2 separate regions of the Hordeum vulgare genome follow, and region 2 is linked to region 1. A link is a contact called in public Hi-C data. All regions are on one chromosome and are shown on one strand. The core of a region is the stretch at or near the end of the contact, and the rest is flanking DNA. Distances in the headings are between cores, read along the strand shown. Region 1 holds the start of LOC123399994 (lysine-specific demethylase JMJ705-like). Region 2 holds the start of LOC123397726.

Evidence for each region. Hi-C and Micro-C count contacts between places; a contact is called where the count stands out from the background.
Region 2: a contact with region 1 is called in a Hi-C map of leaf, with 3 times the contacts expected there. The contact joins the promoter of LOC123397726 here to the promoter of LOC123399994 in region 1. A contact is called at or near these places in 2 of 6 Hi-C or Micro-C datasets (leaf and seedling).

Annotation. Positions count from the first base shown.
Region 1 is chr5H:222,136,104-222,139,633 of MorexV3_pseudomolecules_assembly, forward strand. It overlaps LOC123399994 (lysine-specific demethylase JMJ705-like), which reads right to left and starts at 1,980. Exons shown (of 7, transcript XM_045094384.1): 1 at 977-1,980. The coding sequence starts at 1,820.
Region 2 is chr5H:222,477,174-222,480,703 of MorexV3_pseudomolecules_assembly, forward strand. LOC123397726 reads right to left here and starts at 2,012. Exons shown (of 2, transcript XM_045092264.1): 1 at 1,660-2,012; 2 at 775-1,560. The coding sequence starts at 1,883. The coding sequence ends at 1,242.

The DNA of each region.
Region 1 (3,530 bases), core at 730-3,229:
ATCCTCCCACAGTACCATTTGTTCAACCGCTATCATTGATGTCTTGCTCATGACATATATGTTATTGGCTCAATTTTACATGTTCTGCAATCTAGCAGCCCCAATTTTATGATGCTTAAGATACCTTGAAAATGCAAAAGAGGTTTTGGAGCCAGAATGGATTTCATTACTATGAAGGATGGTTTGATTGATAGACATATCCTTGTGCATGCAGTGTGCACTGTCATTTCAGATAGGTCTATCACGTGCTGAGGTTCTGATAGGGGAGTTATGAGAGGTGGAGGGTGAGGGCAAGGATATTTGGGCTTCGGCACAGTTGCGCCAAGGAGGGAGATAGGGGCGGAGGTAAAACACCGTTTTATGTGTTTATTATTCAATATTCCAACAGAGTTGATCGCCAAGTTGTGTTGTGCAGCCCCCCACATCACATGTCATACTAAAGTAGAAGTCAGTTTACCAAACAAATCGAGCATGCATAGGCTCCCCTTCTCAAGATCAGCTTACCCTTCTTAAATCTCTCACTTGTCTCTCAGTCCCTAGCCACAAATCACAACCTCTGCACTGCTCCTACCAGCGTGTCGCAGTGCAACCTCCTATGATCATTGAGGTTGCAATGGTTCAATTTGAAATTAGTACCTATTGTATCTACTTGATAAGTTCATTTTCCAGATTGCATATTCGCTAGTATTTTTTTTCAGAGCCATAAATTGCATATTGAAGGGCAATGGTTCCTGGTTAATTTACACGTTGTTGCAATTGCACATTGCTCATCTGAAGTTGCTGATAGCCTCACACTACCGACATGTCAGTTATATCCCCAATTGGCAGCAGAATTTGACAATTCAAAACAAGGTTTTGACTCTACAAGTCAAGAATGAAACACTTCCTATACTTTTCAAGTAAGTCAAATAGAATTCAAGCCCTTGTAAGCAAGAAACAGAAGTAAAGTAAAAGCATAGTGGAACAGAGGACTCACTGATAGCGTTGAGGTCGTCCGCGTACCCATGGACGCGGACGGCATCCTCGAAAGCAAGCATGGCATCTCGGGGCACACCGTACCAGGTCTTGGGCTTGCCGAAGTGGAGGTAGTTGAGGCTATGCAGCTCGTGGTCCTCCACGTGCCAAGCGAACCAGCTGTAGAGCATCGCCACGTACAGCATCGGCGTCGTGACGCCAGCCACGTCCCGGCTCATCGCTCGCAGCAGCGAACCCCGAGTGCGCGGAGCCACCCTCATGTTCCAGTCCGTCTCGCCGACGTCCCTGGGCGGCCCTGCCGGATTGTCAGTGTCCAGGTCTAGTACCTCCCGTTTGACGAAGCCGGACCCCGGCATGTCGTTGCCGTACTCGACATTGAATGGCCTCGCGGCGCAAGCGCCCCAGAAGAGCGCCTCGAGCTGGAGGGGCGTCGCGTGCCTTGGCGGTGTCGCGTGCCTCGGGAGTTCGAAGTCGCGGGCCTTGGAGCGGAAGGCCTCCAGGGTGTAGCGCTCGCCGCTCTCCCATACGCGACGGTTAGCACCGCGGCGGTTCTTTGTGGAGAGGCCCACCTGCTGGAGCCGCGTCGGGAAGGTGGGGCCAGCGTCGCCGGCAGCGGAAGCGGCCGCATTGGAGGCGAACGAGGCCTTGAGGCGCTGAACGGTGGCCTCCCGGGGCGGCGCCGGGAGCGGTGGGGCGATCTTGCAGATGCCGTAGCGAGACGCCTCTGGCTCGATCTTGAGGATGTAGGCGATGGGGTCAGCAAACTCCGCGAGGGTGGGGCGGTACTCCGGCGCCACGGGTAGTGTGCGCAGCCACTCCGGCGGGTCCACCGGTGGCAGCGACATGGCGGCGACAGCGGCGGTGGAGTAAGGTAGGGTTTCTTCAGGCGAGGAATTGCATGTGGGAGGCGATTTGGGGAATCGGCTTCGCTGCTCGCTTGGTGCTTGCTGCTGCTTCTGCTGCTTTGGGGGTAGTGAGAGAAAGAGAGAGAGAGAGTCAGAGACAAAGGGTTGGAGGAGAGAGAGATGTGAAGGGAAGGGGTGGGGATTTCCGCTATAGTCGGCTAAACGGGCCGGGCTAAACATGCGAGCAGCCTGCACAATTTAAACGGATCGTGGTGTTAGGCATGCATTCATGTCGAAATCACTAATTAATTAGGAGTATTCTTTTACCCCTCAAAAAAAAATTAGGAGTATTCTTTTTAAAGATAACTTTTATTTTCTTGCGACAAATGGCGCTTGTCGTAACTTTCAAGTATTCTCTTTTTTCGTAGATTCGTATCTTCAAAACGTTTTATCTTCTAAACCGTGCGTCCAAATCTCGAATTGTTTTCATCCTTGGATTTCTCGCATCGAGATTTTTAAAATTAAATCTCATGTTGATAAATTTTGATAAAAAATATTCAAGAAAAAACCGGGCTAAAAAACCGTGCTTCTCACTATAGAAAAAAAAGATAACACGTTTTTCGTGTTTTTCCTTTTAGAGAGGCAGTGCCTCATGTCTCTCACTAAGGCAAAATCATGCCTCTCACGTAAGCAAAATCATGCCTCTCACGAAAAAAAAACTCATTTTCGAGAGACACACGCGTGCCTCTTACAAAGGCAAAATCGTGCATCTCGCGGAAACAAAATCGTGCTTCTCGCAGAAAATAAAACAGAAAACGCGTTTTTTCCTTTTCGAGAGGCACGACTCGCGAAGGTAAAACCGTGCCTCTCATGAAAATAAAATTATGCCTCTCCAAAGAAGCAAAACCGTGACTCTCTAAAAAAACAGAAAACGTGAAACCGTGCCTGTTACGAAAGCAAAAAACCATGCCTCTTACGAAAAAATAGAAAACACGTCTTTTCGTAAAAAAAATGATTTTTTTTATATTTTCGTCAAAAGGCTAAGAAAGACTGTTCAAAAAGCGGAACACCAAAAAATGAGAAAAAAAACCAATCCAAATAGCCAAAAACGCGTGCGAAAAAAATGAAATCCGAAAGAAACGTTGAGAGGTCGACACATGGCGGCGGCTGAGAACGCGCCAAATGGCAGTGCGCGAAACTGCTTGGTGGGAGACTTTTGAAGGAGCGCTCGCTAACTAGTGACTCCCACCTCGTGTCGGGTCGACCTGAAGGCTGGCACGCGGGCCGGCATAGCACGGACTGTTTACAGTTTATATTTTATATTTATATTTATTTAGCCCAATGTGTCCAATGTGTCAAATTGGTCAAAAATAACCTAAAATTGGTCAAAACCGGGCCTCGCGTGTCCACGGGCTAGCCCGTATAGCTCCTGTGTCGTGTTTGGGACTGGAGGCTGCGCATGTCGGTCGATACGGCACGGCCCAGCTAATATTCGTGCCTAGACGGGTCGTGTCGTGCGGGGCCTATTTACGGTCGGGTCGTGTCGGGTCGGGTCGGTCCGGGCCGGGCACGTATACTCTAGACTCATATTTGCAAACCATTCTAGCAAAAAGGCAAATAACCAATGCAAAGAGGCAAGCGATATTTATTTGTGAGCAATACAAAATACTACAAAAATTGTACGTGTGTTGCAATGGAAGAAATTATAGC
Region 2 (3,530 bases), core at 762-3,261, 340 kb after region 1:
AGCTCAATATGCAACAAGTTACATATTGATGAAACTCCACATTTGAATTAGTTTGTTCACCCTCATTTAGGTATGCGGCAAGTTTAAATGTTGATAAACATGGAAAGAGGTGAATCATAAATAAACTACACTATCAGGAATTTTAAATGAGGTCGGAAACAACTTATAGGATTTCCAAAGTGACCCCATATGTTAATTTCGAAATTGGTCCAGATCTTAACTAATCATATTTTTTATTTATTAAACATCAAAATAAAGTACACCATGTAATTTTAAAGTCATTCTAGTCGATTTACATATATAGATCATCTAGAACAGAGTTACAGTCTAAAAGATATGACCAACACAAGATTAATATGCCATGAATGCAAAATGCATGCAAGCGACACCCAAAAACATTTTAAATCAGAGATACAACATGATATTATGGAACTACATGAAATTCTAGAAAAGTTTAAATGAGACCGGAACAACAAATAACAATTCCTTAAAGTCCCCATGTTCAGAATTTGGATTTACAATACTTTTCTGCCTATAGCACAATTTTTAAGTTTTTAAACAGTAAAATAAATGCCACCATGTGATTCTCCATATTTTTCTAGTCAAGTTACATATATGAAACATTTTAGTCGGAGCTATGGTTACTTAGTTACAAAATAAATAGTTTAAACATGACATTTATGTAAATTAAATTAAAACAACAAGCTAAACCTTTTTGTCATGGACGTAAGTTGGATATTGTAAATGTACACAAAATTCTGAACATATTTTCATATATAATTTTTTTAATCCGGTGCATGCTTAATTCGTTATTAACATTTTAGAACAAAGTCTTTTTCTGAAAAATATGCATGCACTAGAAAATGATAAATACACAGGGAGAAAAAAAATGCTTGGGAGAGAAGCAAGACGGTGCAGCGGACCAGTAGCGAATGAGGCCTAAGTCATATTTGTGCGTGTGAAAAATAAATAAACATGCAAAAGGTTTTTGGGTTCTCGCTAGTAGTCGATCCCACGACCTAGCTGGTGGCACGATGGAATGACCCTCTCAACTGATCATGTGCTACATATAAGAGATGCATCAAATTAACATGACATGAATCTGGGACTCGAACCGGGGGACCCATGAATGAGGTGTGGCTGCACTAGCCATCTCGGCTACAAGTATGCTCATGAAGGATAACAAAGACAACAACATTTAACATCAATATGGCAGAATGGATCTAGGAAAAACCTGAATTTCATATTAGAATTAAGATGCTCACGACGGGAAACAAGAGGGCGCCGGTGTTTGGGACCGCAGCGCGGCGACGGGAGTCCACAAGGTCGGGGTCATAGATGGGCGCCAAGGCTGGATCTGGGGGCGAACGTCCCATTCCCGACAGCGGCGAGGTACGACGGCATGGGGGCGATGGATGACAAGCTCCGGGAGAGATAAGAGAGAGGGAAGGAGGAGAGCGGTGATGGGGCGCGACAGGCCTGCGGAGCCGGTGCTCACGCAGCAAGTTGACCTCGCTGGAAGAGCGGCGAGGTCCATGTGCACCATGGCGCTGCTGGTGCCTGAAGAAAGAAAGGGACAGAGAGAGTTCAGAGAACAAACATGGGAAGGAAGAAGAAAGAGAGAGCGGGATTCGAGCATGGGGAGACATAGCACTGTACTTGGCGTGGTGGCGCTGCTGCTTGGTCTGGTGCTCCGGCGGCTCTCTGCTTGACGTTGCTGGTACTCCGACGAGCAGCACGAGGCGGCGGCTAGAGTAGGAACTAGGAAGGCTTGGGGACAAGGAACTCAGAGAGGTGCGTGACGAGACGCGGTGACATCCTATCGGATTCGGGCACAGGGCAAGGAGCGGATGCGGGTAGACCGGCGCTGGATGCGGGTGCATGCGGGAGATGGACCTGCCTAGCTCGCTAGCTGGCTTGGTGTATAATTTGAGGTGACTAGGTGGTTGCGTGGTGGATGTGAGTGGAGGTGGAGGAGATCCCAATGAAGAAGGCGTGGGTGGTGGCGCAACAATCGGACAAGAGAGGAATTCTAGGGATTGGTGTAGGGTTAAGGCATATATATATATATACACGTATAGTGAGAAGTTTAGGGGCTAGTAAGACCCTTTGATCTAAATCAGACAGTCGAGATAATAAGCTGGGGGAGTCCAATTGCAAAACCGATGATGGTTTCCGGTATTACGGAGATGATCCACACTCAATGGTCACAACCGTACGTTACGGGTTCAGGAAAGGTTTTCGGACGTGCGCAAGGGGTGTGCGCACTATGCAGAGGCGCTAGGCATAGCAGAGAGGGAAATCACACTCAACACGGCAACAAGTTTTTAAAATCAAAAAACGTGTGCGATTTGACCGGCTATAGTGCTGTGATGACCCACAAGTATAGGGGATCAATCGTAGTCCTTTCGATAAGTAAGAGTGTCGAACCCAACGAGGAGTAGAAGGATCTCGCAAGTGGTTTTCAGCAAGGTAATATCTGCAAGCACTGAAATTATCGGTAACAAGTGATTGTGTGGTGAGATGATTCGTAGCAAGCAACAAGTAACAAAAGTAGCAACGATGCAGCAAAGTCTCCCAATCCCTTTTGTAGCAAGGGACAAGCCTGGACAAAGTCTTATAGGAGGAAAAACGCTCCCAAGGACACACGGGAATTTCTGTCATGCTAGTTTTCATCATGTTCATATGATTCGCGTTCGTTACTTTGATAGTTTGATATATGGGTGGACCGGCACTTGGGTACTTCCCTTACTTGGACAAGCATCCCACTTAAGATTAACCCCTCTCGCAAGCATCCTCAACTACGAAAGAAGAATTAAGACAAAGTCTAACGATAGCATTAAACTAGTGGATCCAAATCAGCCCCTTACGAAGCAACACATAAACTAGGGTTTAAGCTTCTGTCACTCTAGCAACCCATCATCTACTTACTACTTTCCAATGCCTTCCTCTAGACCCAAATAATGGTGAAGTGTTATGTAGTCAACGTTCACATAACACCACTAGAGGAAAAACAACATACAACATATCAAATTACCGAACGAATACCAAATTCACATGACTACTATTAGCATGACTTATCCCAATGTCCTCAGGAACAAAAGTAACTACTCACAAAGCATAATCATATTCATGACCAGAGAGGTAATGAGTAGCATCAAGGATCTGAACATAAACTCTTCCACCAAATAATCAAACTAGCATCAACTACAAAGACTAATCAACACTACTAGCAACCTTACAAGTACCAATCGGAGTCGCGAGACGGAGATTGGTTACAAGTGATGAACTAGGGTTTGGAGATGAGATGGTGCTGATGAAGATGTTGATGGTGACGAGTCCCCTCCGATGAGAGGAGTGTTGGTGATGACGATCACGACGATTTCCCCCTCCGGGAGGGAAGTTTCCCAGGCAGGACCGTCCTACCGGAGCTCTAGATTGGTTCTGCTCAAGTTCCGCCTCGTGGCGGTGGCGAATCCTCCGAAAAGCTCCCCTCTAATTTTTTTTCCGGCCGAAACCCTTCATATAGC